3 separate regions of the Sus scrofa genome follow, and regions 1 and 3 are each linked to region 2. A link is a contact called in public promoter capture Hi-C data. All regions are on one chromosome and are shown on one strand. Each heading gives the region's core, a stretch centred on a gene start, on an enhancer-like site or on the middle of the called end of the contact. The rest is flanking DNA. Distances are from core to core; before and after follow the strand shown. Region 1 holds the start of FNBP1L (formin-binding protein 1-like). Region 2 holds the start of BCAR3 (breast cancer anti-estrogen resistance protein 3). Region 3 has its middle 20 kb from the start of FNBP1L.

Evidence for each region. Promoter capture Hi-C pulls out the DNA fragments that hold promoters and counts their contacts.
Region 1: a contact with region 2 is called in a promoter capture Hi-C map of fetal skeletal muscle, with 9 times the contacts expected there. The contact joins the promoter of FNBP1L here to the promoter of BCAR3 in region 2. A contact is called at or near these places in 3 of 5 promoter capture datasets (fetal liver, fetal skeletal muscle and liver), 7 of 47 Hi-C or Micro-C datasets (embryonic fibroblasts, fetal heart ventricle, fetal skeletal muscle and 3 more) and 1 of 2 datasets of contacts at active chromatin or transcription factors (skeletal muscle).
Region 3: a promoter capture Hi-C map of fetal liver shows a contact between it and region 2, with 4 times the contacts expected there. The contact joins the enhancer-like site here to the promoter of BCAR3 in region 2. A contact is called at or near these places in 4 of 5 promoter capture datasets (fetal liver, fetal skeletal muscle and liver), 7 of 47 Hi-C or Micro-C datasets (embryonic fibroblasts, fetal liver, heart right ventricle and 2 more) and 2 of 2 datasets of contacts at active chromatin or transcription factors (alveolar macrophages and skeletal muscle).

Annotation. Positions count from the first base shown.
Region 1 is chr4:123,777,888-123,781,201 of Sscrofa11.1, reverse strand. It overlaps FNBP1L (formin-binding protein 1-like), which reads left to right and starts at 1,562. Exons shown (of 16, transcript XM_005663661.3): 1 at 1,562-1,807. The coding sequence starts at 1,784.
Region 2 is chr4:123,438,812-123,442,006 of Sscrofa11.1, reverse strand. It overlaps BCAR3 (breast cancer anti-estrogen resistance protein 3), which reads right to left and starts at 1,436. Exons shown (of 13, transcript XM_003125890.6): 1 at 1,279-1,436.
Region 3 is chr4:123,798,331-123,801,512 of Sscrofa11.1, reverse strand. No RefSeq gene overlaps it. Among named protein-coding and RNA genes, the nearest start is that of FNBP1L, 20 kb to the right of the region's middle. Within about 2 kb of position 1,457, at least 9 of the 83 cell types and tissues checked have an H3K27ac peak or open chromatin away from gene starts, as enhancers often do. A contact at or near this core is called in fetal liver, where this site is marked.

The DNA.
Region 1 (3,314 bases), core at 313-2,812, 340 kb before region 2:
CTTTTGGAAGAGAAATTAATTGTTCTGAGTGTGGAATTCTGTTCAGAAATTTCAAAAGAAGAAAACCGCTCATCTAAGAGATAAGACTTTATGTTCTGTTGGGGAATTGTGTATAGCATGGTTGAGGAGAGGGTAATCTTTATGGTGAATGGTAGCTTACTTTTCAAGGGAAAGCATGTAATTTTTTTTTTTTAAAGGAAGAGGCGATGTGGATCGCAGGGTTAGGTGATATAAATACCCTCGAAGGAAACAGGAAAATGCTGGAAAGAGAAAGTGTTCAGTCCATGCTTAACAGCCTTATCACTGCATGGCACACTTAAGCATTTAACTATGGGCCACAACCCTCTTGGAGGAGGGTAATTGTTATGCTGGAGCTGGAGTCACAGAAGGGCAGCAAACAATTTAGCAAGAGTTTTGTCTGGACGGTCAGGAAGGATGAGGATATTTGGCCAACGCCAAGAGGGAGCACAGCCAGGCAGGGACAAGGATATAGGTGGGAGAGACTGGGGCATCTGAGCAGGCCCTATAGGGAGGTGTTTCAAAGGCTGACTAGCCCTGGGAGAACTTAAGACCCTCAGCTGTCAAAACACACCGAGGAGCACTCTACTAGTGATTGCTTGGACTGTGTGGGCGCGTGTGCGTGTGTGTTTTTAGGAGACAAGCAATTAATGCTAAAGCGTATGTTAGGGAGTTGCTAAGCATACTTGATACCTAAAACCAACCAGTCAAACTTGCTGACCGCAGTTAATGATTACTCAGAAAGGCCGGGAAGTAACTCCACGGAGAAAAAAGGAAATGGCTCCGATATTCTAAATGAGAAATATCTGAGGTCCGAATAGGCTCTTTGCTCTGCCGACTAGGAATCTGCCTTCCATGCAATTCCGCAGGCGCGAGGTCACCATTCCAGACAAGGGGCAAGCTCAGTTCTCCTTTCCTGCAGGTGACAGCCTGGCTCCCCTTTGTCCATGTGTTCCATCTCCTCTCATGGCAGCATCCCCAAGTGAAAGCTGAAAGATCTACCTTCTTTAATGAGTTCCCGACAGGACTCAAACAATTAAAATGTTCTATTAAAAAAAATCAGGGGCACGCTGCATTCACATTGGATGCTCTACACATTCAAGGGATTCCCGAGCTCACCCTTTCCATTAAGATTTTTTCTTATAAATAAAACATCTCTCTCCACAATCTAAACCCAAGGATTTGGATGAGTTTTCCTTGTCTGGGTTTCTCCCAAGTGGAGGCGGCAAGAGGCAGGAAGGAGCCGCCTCATTTAAGGGGGCTCAGGGCAGAGAAGGGCGGTGGGCGTCTTTTCCGTCTCTCCCTTTCCTTCTAGGTGACCGCGATTCAAGTGGCCGCGGCGGTGGGACAGTCCCAGCCCAGAGAGACGAAAAGCGAGAGCCTGGGCGGGATGAGAAAGCGCGGCGGCCCGGGGACCCGGGGCGAGGAGACCCTGCCGGGCTCGGCCGGGCGCGCGCGGTCCGCCCCGATCCCAGGGTGCATCGCGCCCCGCCCCCTCCCCTCTCCGCGTCCCGCCTCCCCCCAGCCCAGGCCCCCTCCCGCCCGGCTCCGGGAGGCGGGGACGCGGCGGCGGCGGCGGCGGCGCGGCGGCTTCTCCAGTCGCGTCTTTCTCACTCACTGGGGAACTCGGCGGTGGCGGCACCTTCCGAGGCTGAGCAGCCGAGCCGCGAGCCCGCCAGTGGGAGGCCGGACAGCCTGACGGCAGAGCCGACGGACATTCGGACAGCAGGGCGGCCAGACGGCTCGAGGGGCCTCGAGTTCCGCCATGAGCTGGGGCACGGAGCTGTGGGTGAGTCGAGGAGAGGGGCGCCCCGCGCGCACCCGGGCCCGGAGGGGCTGCGGCTGGGCAGACGCCCGGACCGTCGGGGGCCCGAGCGCGTCGGGCCGTCGCCGCCCCTGGCGCGGGCGGAGAGGCGGGTGGTCCCGCTCGCCTTTGTGTGCAGACCCCTGCCCGCTCGGCCGGGCGTGAGAGGCTGCTGGCCCGCGCTCCCGCCCCGCCGCCGCGGTGCGGCTGAGGGCAGCGGCTTGGACGGCTGGGGAGCGGCCCCGGGCTGCCGCGTCCGCCGCCATCCTCTCCCGGCCCCTCTCCCTCCTCCGCCTTCACTTTCCGGACGCCTGGCTCCGGGCCGGGCCGCGCTTCCCAGCCTTTGTATCTCCCCTCCCCGGGGCGGGGGAGGGGGCCCATTGTCCCGAAGGGGCGCTGTTCGCGGGCGGGGAGGGGGCTCGCCGCGGCCCCGGGTCCGGCCAGGGTCCCCGGGCGAGGGCGGCGCCGGGCTGGGGCGGCGCGGGGACCCGCGAGGCACCGCCCGCCGCCCTCGCCCCAGGTAGGGGGAGCCGGGCGGCTTTGTTCGGAGCCCGGCCTCCGGCCAGCCAGGCCCAGCCCACACGCCCATTTCCCTCTTCTGGTGTCCGTGCTCCGACCACGGTGGCTTCGGGGACTCCGGGCTGGGCCACCTCTGGCTGCCGCCCAGGGCCGGGGGCTTGGCTTTGGGGACCTGAATTAAATGGAGAGATCGATGGGGAAGCCGATGGTGCCGAAGGAGCGTACGGCTTCCCAGTTGCTCTTCTTGCCCTTCCGTCGTTCTTTCTCCTCTTTCTCCCGCTTTTCTCGCCCATGCCTCCTTGTCTTTCATGGGCGCTGAAGGCTGCAGACAATGCCGGTGTCTGGCCAGGTGCGGCGGGGACTGGAACAGGTCGGAGAACCCGCTCGCTCGCCGCCGCGGAAGGGTGGCGGTGTGGAGGGCAGTGATTTCTCAGGTGCTGCCGGGGGACGGGAGCGTGGGGGCGCTGTCCCGGGAGCCGCCGGCCTTCAGCCACTCCCCGCTCCATCCCACCTGTGCCTGTTTTCCTGCCTTTTGTTACCTGGGCTCTCGTGAAATCGCTGCCGAGAAAGAGCAGAAAGAACTTTTTTTGTCTCCAGACGTACAGTTAGGAGGGGAATGAAGGCAGATCGGTTCATGGAAGGGTACAGTGTTTTCTGTTATTTTTCACATTTTACTCCCAGACGGGGAATTTTAGAATTGAAAGAGACTCTAGAGCTCATCGAGTCGAACACCTGCTTAGCCAGCCCAGGAATCTGCAACATTCTGGGCAAGTGTTTGCCCAGGGTGTAAACACACCACCCAAGAGAACATACCTCTGGAGCCTCTCCATTACGTTCCTAGATAGTACAATGCAATTGTTCTTGTATTGAGGAGGATTATATAGTCAATTAGGTAAACTTTCATCTTTTTCTTTGGTTAGATTCTCAGGCATTAAAAGTCTCTTTCCTTGGACTTAGTACATTCTGTAGTTAA
Region 2 (3,195 bases), core at 187-2,686:
CCCAACTGCTGGAGAGCTAGGACCGCCTCTTGTTGTTGTTAACTTTTAATTTAGATATAATTTCAAAGTTACAGAAAAATTGCAAGTATAGCATAAGAGGTTCCATATATCTTTTACCCAGATTCCCCCATCACTTATACTTTGCTCCATTTCTTTTATTGTAATATTCTATTGGTGTGTTTTTTTCTTAACTTTTTTTTTTCCTGCTTTTTAGGGTGGCACCTGCAGCATATGGAGGTTTCCAGGCTAGGAGTTGAATTGGAGCTGTAGCCACCGGCCCACACCACAGCAACACAGGATCCAAGCAGCGTCTGCAACCTACACCACAGCTCACGGCAACGCCAGATCCTTAACCCGCTGAGCGGAGCCAGGGATCGAACCCGAAAACTCGTGATTACTAGCAAACTTATGGTTAGTAGTCGGGTTTGTTAAACACTGAGCCACGACGGGAACTCCATGCCTCTAAATATTTCTATGAACAAGGAGATTCTCTTACATAAAAAGAGCACAATGACCAACTTTAGGAAACTCAACATCGACAGAATACTATCATCTAAACCCATCAAAGGTCAGTCACGTGTTCATTTAGCTGTCATGTCTATTTAGGCTCCTTTAATTTGGAACAGGTCTTCAGCCAGCCTTTCTTGACCTTGACATTTTTGAAGGGCACTAGCCAGCTTTTTGGTAGTCCGTTCCTGGAATTTATGTGTATCTGGTGTTTCAGGTTTAGATTTAGGGAAGCTTTCGTGGGGCAGGAAAATCACAGGAGAGGAGGTTGTATCCTTCTCAGCCTGAGGGGATCCACGATGCGGGTCTGTCCCAAGAGCCGGGACCCTTTGATGGCTCTCGGGATAGGGCCACAGCCTTTGTGAAGACCGCCCTCTGCTGGTCATTTTCAACATTGCCGCTGCCGTGCCTCCGCTGCTATGATTGACAAAGGGCCAGAGGCCCTGAAGTCTAAACCCTGAGCATTTATTGTGAGACCTTGGAAGTTTTTCAGCCTTACTGAATCCCGACTGCCTCTTCTATAAAAAAAAAAAAAAAAGATGACAGTCCCTGCCCTGCTTCCCTTATAGATGGTTTCGTGTGAAACGGTCCTACAAAGGCAGTCAGGCGGTGTTTTAAGCTAATGCCTAAACGTGCTTCTAGGACCCCTCTGCGGGCCCAGCCCCCAGGTCCCTGAGTGCCAAAACTGCCCTTCGGGACTCGCGGCCACACCCTGCCAAGCCTCGCGTGGGTACCCCCTGTGTGCCTGCCGTGGCAGAGCTGCCTCCTTACCTGAGGTTTCCAAGAGCAGCAGGTTCCCATGAGCCACGCCGTGAAGGCACACGGGGAGGTCTGGCCTTCAGTGTTCCTGCCCTGGGGGTCCAGATGCTGGGGGGGCGGGAATCTCCGCTGCTCTGGGCACCGATGGTTACGCAGCACCAACTGGGGTTGCCTGCGCTCCACTGCTCAGCCGGCTGGCGGATGGTGGTAAAATTGACCTCTGCCCTTCCGCCCACGTCTCCCATCTCCCGAAACCCAGGGACACGTGTGTTTTCAGCAACTTAGGCATAGGGTTTTCACCTGCGCCAACCCCGGGACTTGTGCAAACCCTGCTCTTACCCAGACCTTAGCTCTCTTGCCACATTTTCTTTGCGTCCTTCTCAGAAGCTTAGGTGCGCCCCCCCCCCCCACTTCTTTCCATCTACCTGCCTTCTTTCCTACTTTCAATAAACATTTATTGAGCACCATCTATACGCCAGGCTCCTCACTGGAGCTCCATGGAGAGCAGAATGCCCAGTTGCCCCGCAGGGCTTATCTTTCATTGAGTGATAAGCAGAGCAGCGATTACATCAGAAACGAGATCCCCGTGCCTTCCCAGGCAGGCTTTTCTTGTTCCATGTGACTCGACCCCACTCTGCCTCCCACGTGGCCCGGAGCGTCCTCTTTATAGCTTTATGGTTACTGAGTGCTCTCCCAGGACCAGGGAGCTTCGTTGTGCAGGCCCAAAGGAGAAGCTCAGAGAATTACGAGAACGAAGTGGCTCAAGCAGAGAACTATTTGTCAGCATGAAATAGTTGTTTCTTTTCTTACTGGAATTTACTCTTGAGCAGAGGCATCTGTAGTATATTCAGCTGGAGCCATTCCCGGAAGCATCTGTGGGGTTTTCTTACTTGGGGGCATCTCGGGGTTCTTGAGAAGCCAGTGGTGGGGTTCTGCACCTGCTCAGAGGAAGAAGCGTCAGTCACACCGACGCGGGCTCCGTGCGGGCTGAGGTCCAAGGGCACAGACTCTGTAAAGCTAGTGCCGGGGTTAGTGTGGGACTCAGGCCAGAAGGCACTGGCGGGGGTGGGGCTGGGGGCGGGGCGGGGGCAGGCCTGGGCCGGAGTGAAGGACCAGCCTGCCAGCTTCCCCTCATCCGCAGGACTGGAGGAGCCCACTTCTCACCCGTGTAGAGACACCACTGCTGGACTCATCTGCTTCACGGTGCTTTGGAGCGGAAAAGGGCATAAAAGCATATGCACCGTTTGTGCAGTGATGTACCAGCAGATGTATAGGAAACATGTTTGGATCAGAAACATGAATAAGGAGGCACTTGATTTGGGGGGGGGGTGGCGTGCCTGCAGTGTGTGGAAGCTCCCAGGCTAAGGGTCAAATGGGAGCTACAGCTGCCGACCTGCGCCACAGTCACACCAGATCCCAGCCTCGTCTGCAACCTGCAGCACCCCCTCACGGCCACCCTGGACCCTTGACCCACTGAGAGAGGCCAGGGATTGAACCCGCATCCTCATGGATACTAGTTGAGTTTGCTACTGCTGCGCCACGAAGGGAACTCCTAAGGAGGCACTCTAGAATGCAATTTGACAGGGTTCGGTTAGGGAGCTTGTCTCCGGCTGGTTAGGCGTGGGTAAGAACAGAACCGATTAAGGAGCCGTGGTCGGGACCCGTGTTGGGTTTACACTGGTCTGATTCACACCTGCTCCTCTTCCTCATTCTTGTGGACATTCCACACACCAAAGCTGCCCGGGAAGAATGTGACTGGAGCATATGCATAAATTCATCGCTACTCCTCAAGAACAAGTGGATCAATAATGAAGTCAGCCTGCTGTGCAAAAGGCTGAATGCTCTCTGGGAAAGTGTACTAGAAAATTCCACGAGTGTAGGGACTAGGATGTCTTATTCACCACTTTATACCCAGAACCTAATGCCACA
Region 3 (3,182 bases), core at 208-2,707, 360 kb before region 2:
GCAGAATGGAATGGGAGTTGTTTAATGGGTGTAGAATTTCTGTTTTTCAGGGTGAAAAGAGTTATAGAAATGAATTGTAATAATGTTTTCACGTTGTCAATGTATTTAATATCACTTATCTGTACACTTAAATGGTGAAGATGGTAAATGTATGTTATGTTTATTTTACCATGTTAGAAAAGATTGTGGCACAGTGGGTTAAGGAACTGGCATTGTCACTGCTGTGGCTCTCGTTACTGCTGTGGCCCATGTTCGATCCCTGGTCTGGGAACCTCCGCATGCTGTGAGCACAGCCCCCCCCCCCCCAAAAAAAGGAAAAAAATCTTCCACTGAGGAACTCCAAGCTAAGAGAACATTTTCACATGTTGACTCTGACCTGTACAAAATGAAAGGAGCTGCTGTTTTTCCCCCAGGATGGGTAAAAGATTGGATTGCTAAACGTGTGGGTCCAGGAAGACAAAACCTCAACTCAGGAACTGATATAAATGTTTTAATTATTATTCTTCCTGTTTGTCTTCTTTAAAGTTATATCGTTGATGTAGCAAAAAATGCCTACTTCAAAAGCCTTGGAGATAGGAATGTTTTGACTATGTGTTTGCTTTATGCAATTTTCTCTGTTTTATGTGTCTTTTTAGTTACATAGTAAAGGTGAGTATTCTGATAGTTTCACGGTCAGTTTTCTTTTCTGATTTTATGTGTTTAGCTTCTCTTTGCTCTCTTAGGATTTTTCCTTCTATACAAGTCCCTCAACTATTATTTCAGTTTATCTGACCTTTGAGGAAGTTTTTTACATTTACTAAGTTTCTACCCAACCGGAATTGTGGGTTTGGATTAGAACAAACAAATAAAAAAGATAGAACTGACAGGGACTTCTGCTTCATGCCAGGATGTGGTAAAGAGATTAGAACCACACTGTCACCTTAAACAAATAAAAAACTGGACAAAATATATGAACAAAAAGATGCATCCCCCTTCTATTGGTGCTATAGCAAATTACCACAGATGTAGTAGCTTAAAATAACACATTTATTATTTTGTATTTATGATGGTCAGAGTCTGAAATGGATCTCAGCAGGCTAAAACCAAGGTGTTTGCAGGAGAAATGAGGGGAGAATCTGTGTCCTTGCTTTTTCCAGCTTGAGGCTGCAAAACTGTCTTATGCGTTCCTTGGCTCATGGCTCTCTTCTGTCTGCAGACAGCTCTGCTGCTGTCATCACATTTCCTTCTCGGACTCTTAACTCTCCTAAACCTTATTTGACTTATAAGGACCCCTGTTATGACCTTGTTAGATTAATATGGGCTAATTGGAACACAGGTTGCCCAATGGTGAGCTGCGGTTCAACAAAAGGCTACCAGAGAAGTTGAAAAAGAGTTTCTTCCTCCTAGGTCCTGGAGGAAATACACGGCATGCCTGGAGGGCCCACATGTGGAGGTCAAGGTAGAGTGCAGGCAGAGAGCGCCACCGGGCCTGGGCCGCATGCCTCTGTGTTAAGGTCTGTGGGCGGAAGGCCTTGGGCTTGCAGGAGTGGTCGATTCAAACCAAAAACAATGGGGGTTTTGTAAGTTCCACAGAGGTTTTATCTAAGGAGCACACTAGGAGGAGGCCCCGAGAGGTCGCGAGAGGTCGGGGAAGTCCTGTCAAAAGCCCGCATTTGCCTGTGTCCCTGCGGGCTGTTATCTAGGGCAGGCACTTGCATGAGAGGGGCCAGGGTCAGTTGAAGACCCTACAGCCGCTCAGGCAAACGAGATGATGCCAAGTTATCGATACCGTGGAGTAGTTTAACGAAACTTTTTTTTCCCTCTCCTCTTAACAGTCCCTTTGAATACGTCGGGCTCACTTGGATAACCCAGGGTAATCCTCCCATCTCAAATTCCTTAATTCCATATGCAAAGTCCCTTTTGGCATGTAAAGTAATACAGTCACAGGCTCTGGAATTAGAATATAGACACTTTGGGGGAGACCATTATTCTGCCTCCCACCCGGGGTCTTCAGACCTCAGACAGTACAAGGTATGGAGGGAAACAAATGGGGTAAGACCAGCAACGGCTTTCGTTAGTAACTGGAGAGTGTTTCCAGGCTGCAGCACGAGGAGAGGGAGTTCAAGCAGATCCTGACCGTCTGCCTGAGCAGGGGAAGCTGTTGAGAGAATTCAGGGAGGGCCCCGAGGCAGGGGGCTGGTGAAGCAAGCGCTTCATGGAAAAGAGTGCTGCACAGAGAGACCTGCAGATTCCTTGAGTTCCTCGCGGGTCTTTAGCTGCGTACTGATCAACACGTGTGCGAAGAAAGTCCTGAAGGCAAAAGAATCCACAGAATGGAGCTGATAGAAAATCCCTGGAGTTCACACAGGGTTGGGAAACTTTTTTATTTCTACCAGCCAGATTGAAAAAGTCTCAGAACACATGAGGCATGAAGTAGGATACATAGAAGGATGTTGACGCAGTAGTGGTGCAAAATTAGCTCTAACCTAAAGGCTGTTCTTATCCTCAAAAAAAAATAAAATAAATAAAAAAAAACAACCTCAAAAGCAACAAACTATTTCCAAGTTACTTAACTGAACTCAAGAATATAAAAAGGAATACAAAACTATCCAGCACCAAAGCATAAACTCACAATGTTTAGAATCCAATGAAAAATTAGCAGGCATACAAAGAAGCCAAAGAACTATGTAAGAAGCAGAAAGATTGATCAATAGAAGTGGAAGCTGGATTGGCATAGATCATCATTTGTTATCAATCCTATCGATTATCAGTCTGTTATTGGTCCTCATCTGTAGCGTCATCTGAGCAGACAGCCTAAAAGTTATCATAACTATGTATATTCAAGAAAATAAAGGGGAGCATAGCATGTTAAAGAGAAACCAGAAAATATAAAAAGACTTAAATTCATCTAGAGATGAAAAATACAATTCTGAGATAAAGAAAATATTGGATGAGATTAACAGCGGATCATATACTACGGAAGAACATATTAGTGAATATAAAACTATGAAACATGGAGCTCCTGTTGCGGCTCAGTGGGTTAAGAATCTGACAAGTATCCATGAGGACGTGGGTTCAATCCCTGGCCTTGCTCAGTGAGTTAAAGGATCTGGCGTTGCTTCGAGCTGTGGTGTGGGTTACAGGTGCGGTTCAGATCTGGCATTGCCATGGCTGTGGCATAGGCTGGCAGCTGCAGCTCCAAT